2 separate regions of the Capsicum annuum genome follow, and region 2 is linked to region 1. A link is a contact called in public Hi-C data. All regions are on one chromosome and are shown on one strand. The core of a region is the stretch at or near the end of the contact, and the rest is flanking DNA. Distances in the headings are between cores, read along the strand shown. Region 1 holds the start of LOC107848414 (DNA damage-repair/toleration protein DRT100). Region 2 has its middle 110 kb from the start of LOC124889200.

What was found. Hi-C and Micro-C count contacts between places; a contact is called where the count stands out from the background.
Region 2: a Hi-C map of leaf shows a contact between it and region 1, with 2.4 times the contacts expected there. The contact joins the enhancer-like site here to the promoter of LOC107848414 in region 1. A contact is called at or near these places in 2 of 5 Hi-C or Micro-C datasets (leaf and placenta).

Annotation. Positions count from the first base shown.
Region 1 is chr11:147,358,391-147,365,578 of UCD10Xv1.1, reverse strand. LOC107848414 (DNA damage-repair/toleration protein DRT100) reads left to right here and starts at 5,567. Exons shown (of 1, transcript XM_016693179.2): 1 at 5,567-6,934. The coding sequence starts at 5,658. The coding sequence ends at 6,749.
Region 2 is chr11:147,749,172-147,756,534 of UCD10Xv1.1, reverse strand. No RefSeq gene overlaps it. Among protein-coding and RNA genes, the nearest start is that of LOC124889200, 110 kb to the left of the region's middle. Within about 2 kb of position 3,119, at least 4 of the 5 cell types and tissues checked have an H3K27ac peak or open chromatin away from gene starts, as enhancers often do. A contact at or near this core is called in leaf, where this site is marked.

The DNA of each region.
Region 1 (7,188 bases), core at 4,318-6,817:
CCTATGGTATTTGATGTGCATTGGTTTAAGTTCTCTTGTGAGTATGAGTGTCTTTATTTGTCCCTGTATTGACATGCATTATTTCACATAAGTGAATAAAACTTCTTTGTTGTGAAGGCACATGGGTTGTATTACTAGCTATTTACTTGTTTGGTAGTGTAACTTATATATATGCATGGTTATTTGTTGCAAATGTAATTATCATATCTTGATTCCATTGTGTCACATTGTTTTGCTTCATAGATATACACAATTGGTTTTGAATTATTGAAATGGGAGGGGATAAATTTGTTTGAGCTTAAAGTTATGATTGACTGTCTTGAATAGCTTAGATTCTCCTAGTTAAGCGTTGTATTTTTATTTTATTTTGTTAGGTTGTCTAAGGACATGCAAATGTCCTAAGTTGGGTGTGTTGATGTGCTATAGATTTATAACACTTTCGATGCTTAAAATGATAAAAACATGCAAGTTTCTTAGGTTGTTTTGTGATATATGATGTGTTTTGGGTATGTTTTGTAGGAAATCACTTTTGGATGATAAACTGAAGAAAAAGATGAAAATTGAAGATTTTAGCTACATACCAAGTCAATTCTAGGTGTATGTGCCACTTACCATGCGTAGGTGACCTAAGTAGGTGTCATAACTTGAAGTCCAAAGGCTCAGAAGCTAGAAAAAAAGACTCTGTCACTTACTAAGGACCACATATGGTTTGTTTGTGGTACATACAATTCGTATATGACTAAAGTAAGTGATAGAGGTCCAAGTCCAAAGAGTTGCAGGCGCTGAGCAGGAAGTATGGTACTTACTTAAGACCACATACGGTCCGTGGGTGGCCTATGTAAGTGGCCACCAACCTCAAATTTTCTTTTTCGTTTGGGTATTGATTTTTAGGGTTTCCTTGTATCCTATAAATACCTTTTTGATGTTTTGTAGTTAGGTTTTGCACTCTTAGCACTTACGAACTTATATTTGATTCCAAGATTTAAATTTTGATCTTGGGATTACTTTGTATTGATTTTGTTTTATAATTCAATTATAGACTTTGGGTTTTATTCAATTGTTATTGTGATATTGTGAGAATGTCTTCAATCATGAATTCTTTTATTTGTTTCACAATTATGAGAGGCTAAAACCCATAGCTAGGGTTGTGGGAACCTTGGTGGATTGATAAAGTAGGGGAAGTTCAAAGTTGTTCTGAACTAGTACTCTTGCATTATTGTATTATCTTAAATTTAATAGATGTCTTAATGGTTGCAAACGTTAGGATCCCACCTAGATTATTACTATTACTCCGAAAGAGGACTAACATAATCACAACAGTAATTTGAAGGTTAATTGTCGATATAGGCTAATAAGTATAATCTATGTAAGATGGTTATCTATCATCTAATAACTTGAGACTCAAAAAGTAATAGTTAATTGGGATCTAGGATAAGAATTAGTAATGCGACATTCTGAGACTCAAAAGGTAAAGAGTATAATCTATCAATGGGTCCACAAGATAGTTGATGGTACATAACCTACCAGATTCTGCATGCGAGGTACTGGTTGGTTCAACAAAGCACGGTAAACCTATAGATTTGAGAATCCATGGGGAACACAGTCCTAATGTTCATCATCGACTGATTACAACCAAAGTTATATTCTGCTACTTGTTAGAGATTACAACTATAAACCCACCATTTACTTTAAGTTTTGCCCGTTAGTTTCAGCAAACGAGAGATATAATTCAATATTTTCCCTGTAGGTTCGACCCCAACCTAATTGGGTTACTTTACTTGACAGCGACTGTTTTATCCTATATTGGAGAAGTTGTTTGGGTATTGATCAGTCTTCCACCACCCATAGTATTCCCCATTGAATCTGGGAGGTCTAGTGGTGGACTGAACTTTTTTTAGATTTGGAGGAACAACTATGTTTAAGATATTTTCAAGGTATTTACCTTTTTCAGGAAGACCTTGATCTGATAACAAATAAAGAGTTCAAATGAGTTGCCCTCCAACTTTGGGAACTGGTCCCAAATAGACATAGACAGCAAGAAACTTAACAGTAAAGTGCATGAAAAGTGTTAATGAGAGACACAATAATTTTACGTGGAAACTCCTTTCTTAAGAGAGAAAAACCACGACCTGTCTCCAGGATTTTTAAAGCTCCACTAATACTCAAGCAAACTTGAATACAAACTCCATGACCTCAAGGATTAAACTTCTAATCCTTGTTCTCCTAGTAATAACTCTATTATAAAGAGAAATGTGCAATAGCTCTACTACACCACCACCCAGCTAACTCTAACTGAGTTGACAAGCTAACTCTAGCTTCAATATCACCTAACTCTAGATGAAAAAAATAAGTTTGGGAACTAAAACACCAACACCTAGTAATAACAATAACAACGGCAGGCATCATTTGTAACCACAGTACAAAGACTCAAATAGAATAAGAAAATGGAATACAACTTTATGAGCTATCAGTTCCCTGTTGTGAATGAGGCTTTGATTCAATAGCTTCAAGAGAGATATTTATTGTGGGTATATTGAAGCTCAGTTTTCTTGTTGTAGAAGATGAACAATATATATATGAGACAAGAAAACCTAAGACGAATCCCATTGACTGAGGTAAAAAAATGCAGCAGCTTTCCCACCGACTTTTATACTTTCGTCCAGCCATAAAGTTGAATGTGATGGTGATGTGTAAGCCCAACCAGGTCCCTAAGTAGTTGCAACTTTGTCATCATACATTCTTCAGGAATCAAGTCCCAACATATAATTTGTCAATCATCAAAACTAATGACTTATCAGTCATGAATAAAATAATAGTCAACAATGTATTTAGCTGAGGCCAAAAAATCAATATATGCAAGAGACATATGCTATAATCATAAAGATAGTACTGACAATACTAATATTTAGAAAGTTTTTATAGAAGGCCGAAATGCATCATATATAAGATTAAATAATGTTTTCATTGAGGGGAGTAAAATAGGCGCACTATACTTTTTTTCTTAGCCTGAGTTTTTTCTTACTGGATTTTTTGACAAGATTTTTAATGGGTAGCAAATAATGCGTATTACAATATATGTGTGTTCTTTTAATAAGACATACAATATGAAATGTTGTATATATTTAGATATATTCATAATTCTCATTGTTATGCTAGTAAATATTCATGCCCCCATGATGTTAGGTGTATTTATGCATTCTGGTGTTACTATTCTAGCTTGTTTAGTCTTGTTTTGAGGATAACTTGTGTGCTTAATGTGTTAATTATGATAGAAAGAAGCATATAAGTGTTCAAGGACATGATTACAATGGTTAAAACTATTTTCCAACAAGTTGTACTTAATTGAGTCATTTAGAGTTCAATCGAGATAACTAGTTTTACTATCTTAAGCTAGGTGAGTGTCTAGTTAGTTTCATAGAATTCTAATGAGTTTAATGAGTTTCAAATGGTTTAAATATGTTATTATATTTGGAACAACTTGTTGGTGATGTGCAAAGTTCAATTTGATTAAGTGTAGAGGCGGAATAATAAGTTGAAAATCAACATGAACTAGCCTAGTCTTAGCTCTTGTTTTGATTCATTGTTATGGATATTATGTTGTTATTATCTCTAATCTGTGGTGTGTGATTATGTAGGAAGCTTTGTGAGATAAATATGGAGATATATTGATGATATAAAGGCTGAAAATCCATTGAAAATACACCACAAGATAAGGGATGAAAGATTAAACGATGAAGAGTCAACCAAAATTTGGATGGCAAATTCCAATGGCTGCCCGCGATAAGCATGCGTCGCCCCAGCCATTGAGGTGCAATATAGCAGGTACAGCCCCCTCTATAGCGGTGCTCTAAGGCAGGCTAAGCCTTATGTGGAGCGATGCAATATAGCAAGCGACGTCACCTCTATTCCTATGCTCTAGAACGAGCGACGCCTCCTTAATCCCATACAGCAATTGCCTTTTTACTATAAATACATGACCTTAAACACTTTTGTTGGGTATCTTTTGGACGTCTTGGACAATTAAAGGGCTTCTGCAACTTTGTTTTTAGGTTTTAATTACTTTAATTTAGCATCTTTATGTTTTTTATCATTCATACAATTATTTGGATAATGATTATGACTATGAGTGGCAAAGCACTCCTTTTCCGGGTTTAAAGCTAAGAACATGAAGACTGTTATTTTGAATTGATTTTATTTGATTTGCTTGTCATTATTGGTTGTTTGTTTATTCTTGATTTAACTATTTTGAGGATTGATCACCCTTAGAATACATCAATTGCCAACCTTGTGATCTCAGGAGAGGGAATAGAAAGATAGAACGTGGGGATAAACAAAGTAGGGTTCGTATTCTTTTATGAAATAATGAATTCGAATTAGCATCTAGGACAGAGATGTACCTAGAAGCCTTACTTGATTCACATGTAGGATGATAGCTTTAAGAACTTAATTGGATTATTACATCCCCGCTCAATTGTGTATTTGTAATGTCCAAGTTAGGTAAACGATTAGAGGTCGGGATACCGTGATCATGGCGACTAACCCAACGAATCAACAACCAAGATAAGCAAGTTAACGGATAAAGTTCAATAACATAGTATGATTGTTCGAAGTGAGTTAACCTTGGGTTTTTCTCCTATTGATTGTCTCAAGACCTTTATTTTATGCATTGTTTACTTTACCTTAGTTTACAAATATTCAAAACTCTCTTTTGGATACTATCGCATCAATTTAATCTAAATTGTGAACTGAATTCGAATAGTTGTTAGAACAAGTTTCAGTGGGATCGATATTCAGCTTTCTTTAAGGCCACTATATTACTTGGTAGACCACGTACACTTGCGTTTGTGCTTGGGCGCTGTCACTACATTATATCTCTCACACTCCATAATCTTTTCTACATTTTCAAGGATTAGTGTTATGTTTGAGGCTAGTTTACAATTAAACTTTTTTGATGAAAGATATGCTTAGCTCGTAGACACTTCGAGCACACTTCCAAAAAAGGAAAAAAACATCTTCAGATCACGTACACTTGCGTTTGTGCTTGGGCGTTGTCACTCCATTATATCTCTCACACTCCATAATCTTTTCTACATTTTCAAGGATTAGTGTTATGTTTGAGGCTAGTTTACAATTAAACTTTTTTGATGAAAGATATGCTTAGCTCGTACACTTCGAGCACACTTCCAAAAAAAGGAAAAAAACATCTTCTCTTATCTCTGTAATTATTCATATTTTCATTGTTTGATATATCGAACTAACACAAGTATTGATTTTAGTGGAAACTGTTCTTTTTCAAGCTCTAATATTTTTGTTCTTCAATTTTTTCATTTCCAGGAACTTGAATGATTACTGGCCACGTGGTGCAACACCTAGCCATTTCTCAACACCTTCACCTAATTAATAATTCCCATTTTATTTTTTATTTTATTTTGGCTCACGTCTCAATCTTTATCCCTACGCATGTTGACTTGTTAACGCAAAATGATACACCACACGTGAGGGGCAAAATCGTCAGAACAAAGGAACTCTTTACTGTATGTACTATATAAAGCCTGGTGTCACTCTTTTCAAAGTGCATGAAGTTAGAATCCACATGCAAAACTATCTTCAAAAAGAGAGTGACTGAATTTTAGAGAGAGAAACAAAAATCCGTCAGAATGGGCAGCTTCTTGTACATTGCTATACTTGTTGGCATAATCTCAGCCGTTCATGCCTGCCCGCCATCTGATCGGGCAGCATTATTAGCTTTCCGAGCTGCCCTGAATGAACCTCACTTGGGAATTTTCAATTCATGGCAAGGTTACGACTGTTGCCATGAATGGTACGGGGTGAGTTGTGATCCCATAACTCACAAGGTCGCTGACATCAACCTCCGAGGAGAATCAGAGGATCCGCTCTTTGAAAAAGCTCATCGGACCGGTTACATGACCGGAACGATCTCTCCAGCTATATGTAATCTAGAAAGGCTATCAAGCCTTACTATTGCTGATTGGCAGGGCATTACTGGACCTATACCATCATGTGTCACGTCCTTACCATTTCTACGTATCATCGACCTGGTTGGGAACAAGCTCACCGGACCAATCCCCTCTGACATAGGTCGATTGAGTCGACTCACCGTGTTAAACGTAGCCGAGAACAGACTTTCTGGTTGGTTCCCTCGTTCCTTAACCAATTTATCATCTTTAATGCATTTAGATCTCCGAAACAACAGCTTATACGGAACGTTACCAACAAATTTCGGGAAATTAAGGATGCTAAGTCGAGCTTTACTAAGTCGAAACAGGTTAACAGGTCGTATACCATACTCCATTTCTTATATCTATAGGCTTTCTGATTTGGATCTTTCTTTGAACAAGCTCTCTGGTAGCATACCTCCATCTCTCGGAAATATGCACGTACTTGCAACATTAAATCTTGATGGTAACAATATTTCTGGTACTATACCACCTAGTCTGATTAATTCTCGTATCAACATTTTGAACTTGAGCAAGAATGCTATTGAAGGGTACATTCCTGATTCATTTAATGAAAGATCCTACTTTATGGTAATGGATTTATCTCACAACAAGTTAAAAGGAAGGATTCCAAAATCAATGTCGTCGGCAACATTTATTGGTCACCTTGATGTTAGTCACAACCACCTATGTGGGCAGATTCCGGCAGGTTCTCCGTTCGACCATCTTGAAGCTTCATCTTTTACTTATAATGATTGCCTCTGTGGGAAGCCCCTTAAACCTTGTCATTAATTGTAACTGCTACGATTAGGGACACTTAATTTTCTCTTCTTATTTGTTTTTTGAGATATAATTTTAACACTATATATGGTGAGTATGCTTGTATTATGTGATACTCGAGTAAAGAGTGTTTAGCAGAGATGTAATTTTAAATGTATAATTGTGCCTTGGGATTTATAAAAGCTTTCTTTTATATATAGATATATATATAATCACTCAAGAGTAAAGAGTGATTGTACAATTGTGCCTTGGGATATATAAAGGCTTTCTTTTATATATATATATATATATATATATATTATTTTTATTTTTTTGTTCGGAGTAACTACTTTTATGATGAAAATTTAATAAACGGAACTTTAGCCAAAAATGCTAGTGTTTTTTGTTTTGTTTTATGGTCACCTAGCTACAAAATAACTACTCGTAATTGATTATAGCAAGTACAATTAGT
Region 2 (7,363 bases), core at 1,870-4,369, 390 kb before region 1:
TAATGCCTAACTTTTCACACCTTAGATGGTAATTGAACTGTGATTATACTTCAATTGTTGCAAGGTTCTATGAAGGTATTCCATATCTAGGACAAATAAATAAGGAGACATGGGGCTCTTTGCCTAACTCCCTTCTTTGCTTGGATCTATGGAGTCAATCCACCATTAATTAACAGATTGTATTGGACAGTCGTGACACATTCCATAATCAAGTTAACCATTTTGGTTGGCAGACCAAATTCTAATAGTATCATCCTAAGAAATGGCCACTCTATGGAATCATTAGTTTTCCTAATGTCAACTTTGATTGTGCATCTAGCAGAGATCCCCTTATGTTTTTACCCTTTAACAAGTTCATGAGCTATCACCACATTATCAAGGACGCTTCTTCCTTTAATAAAGGAAGACTGAGTAGGACTGACAAGAAAATCAACCACTGTTTTGATCCTAGCTGTCATTATTTTTGCAATCAGTTTATATAAGGTGGTCTATATTCTTTGACATAAGTTGGGAAAGGAACTTTTGGGAGTAGGGTGATAGTAGTGTTGTTCACACCTTTCAGCAGTTTGCCATTTTCAAAAAATTGGACTATTCCCGCAGTCACTTCTTCTCCTATAACAGGCCAATAAGTCTTGATGAATTAAGCATTATAACCATCAATAACTGGGTTTTTGTGCATTGGGAGGTTCTTCAGAGCTTGTTCTACATCTTGCCTAGTAACGTGAGTTAACAATTGTTCTTATTGGAGCATTGTAAGGCAGGGTCCATCTCTTTCTACTCTCAAATCAATGCAAGGCAGGGTAGGTGCTATTGTGCCCAATAGATTCTGAAAAAATTGGAGAAACTCTTGTTGGACTAGTGCAGGGTCTGAGAGCTTCACCCCTTGCTCAGTATATATTGAAGCAATTATATTTCTTGCTTGCCTTGACTTCAAATGAGCAAAGAAATATTTGGAGTTTCTATCACCATGTTTAATCCAGGTGGCTCTGGACTTTTTCTTTAGCACTCTTTCATGTACCTCCTCCCATTTATCCAGCTCTTGTAGTAACATCCTTTCTTGAGTGATCAGTTGTTGGTTGAACAAGTCGATATTCATTTCCTATTGGACATCTTGTAGTTGAGTTCTGAACTTGTTCAATTTCTGCTTAATAGTAGAGTATTCTTGATGCAATTGCTTTGATTTTTGGCCTAATATATGTAGCTTCCTCCAAATTGTATATATTACATGCCCTTGTATATGCGTACCCCATACATCTTGCACCATACTTTTGAACTTCTCTTGCTACAATATTACATTTTGTAATATAAATGGCTTTATTAAATCTGAATGTTGGGCTTTAGTAGTCAGCAATACTGGTAAGTGATCAGAATATCCCGGTTAAAAATATTCTACCTCTATGTAAGTGTAGCACTGGAACCAGTGTCTGTTTCCAAACACCCAGTCAATGTGTGAATAAATTCTGGCCGCTCCATCTCGTTTATTACACCAAGTCATATTTCTCCCCTTCACAAAATTTGGCCCATCTCTATCTCATAAGCAGTCTTGAAAATCTTTAGTTTGTTGGGTTATGACCTGCTCTCCATTGTGTCTGTCGGAGTGCATTAATACTGCATTGAAATCCCCTAGCATAATCCAAGGTTCATTATATTGCCTGGCTAAGGATTTCAGATGACTCCACAGACTCATTCTTTTAGCCATAGTATTATATCCATATATAAAAGTCATATTGCTATGAAAGGAAGTGTCTATATCTTCAACTTTGCAATGCATTAACTGTGCAGCGGTATCTATCACTGTAACCTTGACCTTATTTCCCTTCCACATTAGCCATATCCTACCACTCAATGTAGTAGGGTAATTTGTAAATATATATTCCAATCCTTGCCAAACACTTGCTTTATTTTATCAGCATTGTGAGCCTGTATTCTTGTTTCCAGCACACCTATTATAACTACCTTATACTTTTGCAGAAAGGCTTTTAGTTCTTTCCTCTTAAAGGGTTTATTCATCCCTCTAATGTTCCAGGCACTTATTATCATTAAAAGCACCTAAATCAGGTGCTTTAACTCTGCTTAGTGCTACAGTTTGCTCACCTGATATAGCTCTCTTTGTTACCTTATCTCCTTTTGGATTTGCTGACTCCCACTAGGCTATACAAAGCTCTTACCAGTGTTACCACCTTCCTTATTATTTTGCAGCGTAGTCACAGTTGTAGTGGTACTTCAAGGTAGCCACATAGGTATGAATCTTCTTCTTCTTGGAGCTTGATGTTTGTGTATCTCTAGTTCTTCTCTTGGTTCATTCCTTTCTTTCTTGCAGGCCCCTTGTTCATGGTCCCACTTCCCACAGTCAGTACATACTACCGGATGCCATTCATAGTCTACTTGTTGAATTTGGATCGAACCTTACTCTTCCAGATAGATTTCTGTGGGTAGATCTTGAGTTACATCCAATTCTATGAGGAGTCTTGCAAATGAGATACGCTCAACCTCTGTAGTCAGTTAATCACCAAATATTGGCTTCCCAATTGAGCTAGCAGTTCTACTTAAATCCTCCTCCGACCAATAATAGACTAGAAAACCTGGTAGTGTAACCCAAAGAGGAACAATTCGCAGCATCTCAGGCATAAATTGGAAGTTCTTCTCCAAATTCCTCAGAATCATCAGTCTATTATTATATGTATATGGGCCATTCTGCATAATTTGGGATTTATCTTCAGCTGTATCAAATATGAATATGAAATAACCCTCACCGTGATGATAAACCCTAGGTACTTCCACGTAGTTCCACACACTATACACAAATCTAAGCATCTCCTTAAAGCTTGGATTACCCCCCATTACATGTCCTATTAGAGCATTTTCAAACCCTAGGTACTTCCACATGGTTCCACACACTATACACAAATTTAAGAATCTCCTTAAAGCGTGGATTACCCCCCATTACATGTCCTATTAGAGCATTTTTCCATTTGTTACATTCAGCTTTCACCTCCGTTGAGCTAATTTGTACCACTTTTCGGCCATCTTTCATCATAGGGGGAATGTATGTGAGTTGTAAGCCACTTTGGATCTATCGATTACCTGCAATCGGAACTTTTTTTGCTGGCTGTGGCAGAGTTGCACCCCACAGGTGGTGTAACAAAGCTTAGCTTTCGCACCGCGTTTGAGCTTTCTGGTCCGTCTTCCGGTCGATCCTTTGAGATTTTGGCTTCGTCATCAAGCATTGGAATCACGGTGTCAATCTTTTCCTTCCCTGGTAACCAACTCCCCAATTTTAATTGGGCAAGAGTGTGGGGTAAACCAGAGTCAGGTGTTATCATTCGTTCTTGTTGTTCTTTCCCAGAAGTCTCAGAACTTTCCGGTTGCGCCGGTGGCTTTGCTGCTGTTTTTCGTCGTCTTGCCATCACATCTGGGCGCAAGTTAGCACGCATTACTTAACGTGCGCCGAGATCTTTTCTTTCTTAGGAATAGTTATTATTCAACTCCATTATTATTACTCTTTTTATTCTAATATATACAATATATTTTCTACTATATATTAAATGTGAACAATTACAATTTCAATATTTATTGATGTATGATCAATGAATATCATTAATATAGATAATAAATAAAATAATAAAATTTGTCATTCAATTTATATGAAATATAATCAACTAAAATGAAACGAATGAAAATGCTTTTTAAAACTCAATTCAAACACCCTATTAGTGTCGACTAATCTATGGATGTATATGTACAGTGTTTTTGATCCATGTTTGGTCGCATGTGTTTCTCCGAGAACACATCTACTTATGTTGCAATTCTGTCTTAACTATGTGAGGATTCTCTGGAAATCCTTTGGAAATATTTTATCCTCTTTTCTTTCAATTTGTCACTTGTCAACTAGAAAATCTTAGTGAAGAATCCCAGAGATTTGGGGATAAAACACTTTAGATAATACCTGCGAAACGGAAGCAAAGCTGATTTCAAAACTGAAAACTTGTTTTATGCAGGAAGCCATAATACTATTATATGATAGTGCATTATATGATAGTGCAACAGGAGGTAACTGACTATTGTCATAATACTATTATATGATAGTGCATTATATGATAGTGCAACAGGAGGTAACTGACTATTGTCATGTGTGATTTTAGCTGCCTACTTATGGCTGATAGCATTTTTATAATTTTATATTTTTATTTTAATTTAATTATTTTTCTTTATTTTAAATTTGTTATATATTTGAAAATCACATAAAAAGTATTACAAATTATAATAACTAATAGTTTAATTATTTGAAGCCATATAAAAAATTTGGTTGACTCAAAATTCTATTCGTGCAACATAAATTGAGATATATTATTTAAATATTTCATGAAAAATAATATAGATCATAATAGTTATCAAATTAAAATATCTGAAAGATGTATAAAATTTATTTGAATTTTGAAATTGTCACGACTCAAAAATTCAAGGGTCATAACCTACCTCGAATGTCAAAAATTAGTCCGCAAGCCTTCACTCTGAAGTTTTAATCCTCCCAAACAGACTCGAAATTAAATAAAACATGAAAAATATTGAATCTATGCATTAAAAGAAAGTCAACGATACTCATATTGCCTATTTTCAAGTCGAGGTTAAAATGGACCCCCAAAATGGATTTTTGAAAAAGAAGGAAAAATCATAATTTTATCTTTGAAACATATTTTCCATATTTGTAGGAGTCTATAATTGAAAACCCAATTTAAAAATGAGTTAAAATGAGGTTCAAATTGGAGAAAAATTAAGTTTAAGTTTTATCGGCAAATTCTCAAAAATCCTTCTTGAAATAAAAAATCTGAAGTTGTTTTGAAGATAAAACTGAGAGAAAGCAAATAACTATAAGATTAGAAACCTACTCAATTGATAAGGGGTTGAAAATGGGGTTTGAATTGAAGAAATACAAGTTTTAGGCCTTCTGAGCCAAAATCTCTAATTTTTTACTTTAATTCGCGTTAACATAAGAATTAGATGATAAAATTTAAGTAAAGTAGTTGAAATAGGTGTTCAGAAGCTTACCCAAGCTTAGAAATGAAAGAAATTTCTCAGAAGTGTGAAACCCTAAGCTCCAAATCTCAAAAATGAGGAAAAAAGAGAAACATGGGTATATATAGGGTCCAAGTCTCCGCGGACCCCTCGGATTCATCCGAAATAGCATGAACGCAAACGAAATAACCCTATCAAATTCGACACTCTGGACTCCATGATTATATAAGATTTTAAAAAATATATTATTTTCACAAAGTTGACCCCTAAAATCCAATTTCACAACTTTTCGAACCGGGGGGGTCGAAATGAGATTTAAAAGCCACAAAGCCACTTCAACCAAGTTACCAACCTAAAATTAACGTTCCAGATCTGCTGGCATAGTCCCTTTTGCCATAAAATTCACATATCAATAAATGTTCACCGAAGTTAACTATAAGGCTCTCAAAATCATCAAAAATTACAATTTCACATGAATCATGACAAAATACATCAAAAACCATTTCAATAATCACCACGCCCCAAAAATACCACAAAGCAACTATGAAGAGGGATAAAATGATCAAATCACATAGAAATAAATATTTCACAAAAATTATCAAAAAAATAAGGTTGTTACATCATCCACCACTAAAAATCTAGTTCGTCCTCGAACTAAAAGCAAGAGAAATACCTGAACCAACAAAGAGATAGGGGTAGGAACAACGCATATCAGACTTGACCTTCCAAGTAGCTCATCTACAAGTCAGTGCTTCTACTGAACCTTAACCATTGGAATAACTCTAGAATGCAATAGTCTAACATCTCTAGCTAGGATGGAGACACGCTCTTCAGGAAAAGACAATCTCTCATCTAACTAAACTGACTCCTAATGAATGACATGAGACTTATCCGAAATGTAACGACAAAGCATAAACACTTGATAAACTAGACAAACAATTGATAAATCAAGGGACAAGGACAACTCATAAGCCACATCACCAATAGTCAGAAGAATCTCAAATAGGCGAATATACCTGGCCTAAGATTTCCCCTCTGCTCGAGCCTCATCACTCCTTCTTGAGAGAAAATCAAAGAAAAACTCGATCACTAACCCCAAATCTCAAGGCACAAAGTCTACAGTCTGCATAACACTTGTGCCTACTCTGATTTGCTCGAAGCCTATCCTAAATAATCCAAACTCTATTTAGGACTCACGAAGCAAGTCTTTACCTCGAGGTCTAATCTCAGAAACCTCCAACCAACAAATAAGAGAGCGACAGTGCCTACCATACATAGCCTTAAAAGAAGCTATATTAATACAGAAATGATAGTTATTATTATATGTAAACTCTGCCAAGGCTAAATATTGCTCCCACAGACCACCAAAATCCATCACATAAGTGTGGAGCATATCTTCCTAAACCTGAATAGTCCACTTTGACTGACCATTAGTCTGGGGATAGAAATTCATACTAAAAGATTAACCTGAGTACCTAACTTGTCATAAAAATTCTTCTAAAAGTGAGATGTGAACACTAAACCTCTATCTGAGATGATAGACACTGTCATACCATGAAGATGACATTCTCACAAATATAGATACGGGCTGACCTATCAATATTGGAAAAAGCTAAATCGAAATAAAATGATCAGATTTGCTCAATCGATCCATTATGATCCATACACTATCAGAATCAGGAGAAGTACGAGGCAATCCAGTCATGAAGTACATAGTGATCCATTTCCATTTCTGTTTGGTAATAGGTAACCTCTGAAGCAAATTATCTGGCCTTAAATGCCCAGCCTTTACCTGTTGCCAATATAGGCAATGAGCTATAAAATCTGTTACATCCCTCCTCATACCACTCCATTGGTAATGCTACCTCAAATCACAATACATCTTTGTCACGCCTACATGAATGGAATACCTAAAACAATGAGCCTCCTTCAAAATCAATCTAATCCAATCACCTAATTTTTATAAATAAACACGACCTCCAATCCTTAAAACACTATCTGAATCAAGTGAGGCTTCCTTAGACTCACCACTCAACACTTTATCCCAAATCAACTTTAACCCACACTATCAAACTGATGAGTTTGACTCTTCTTCATCAAAGAAGACCTAGCCTCCACAAATTCTAAAACACGCCCAAGTATCAAAACATCAAGCCTAACTATTTGGTTAGCTAAGGACTAAACCTTTAAGTATAACGGTCTCTCTTGAGTCAAAACGGTGTGCCAAGATACCTATACTAGTCAATTTGCAACTCAAGGCATCTGCAACCACATTAGCCTTGCCCAAATAATAGAGAATAGTCAAGTCATAATCCTTAAGCAAATCAAGCCAACAACGCTGCCTCATATT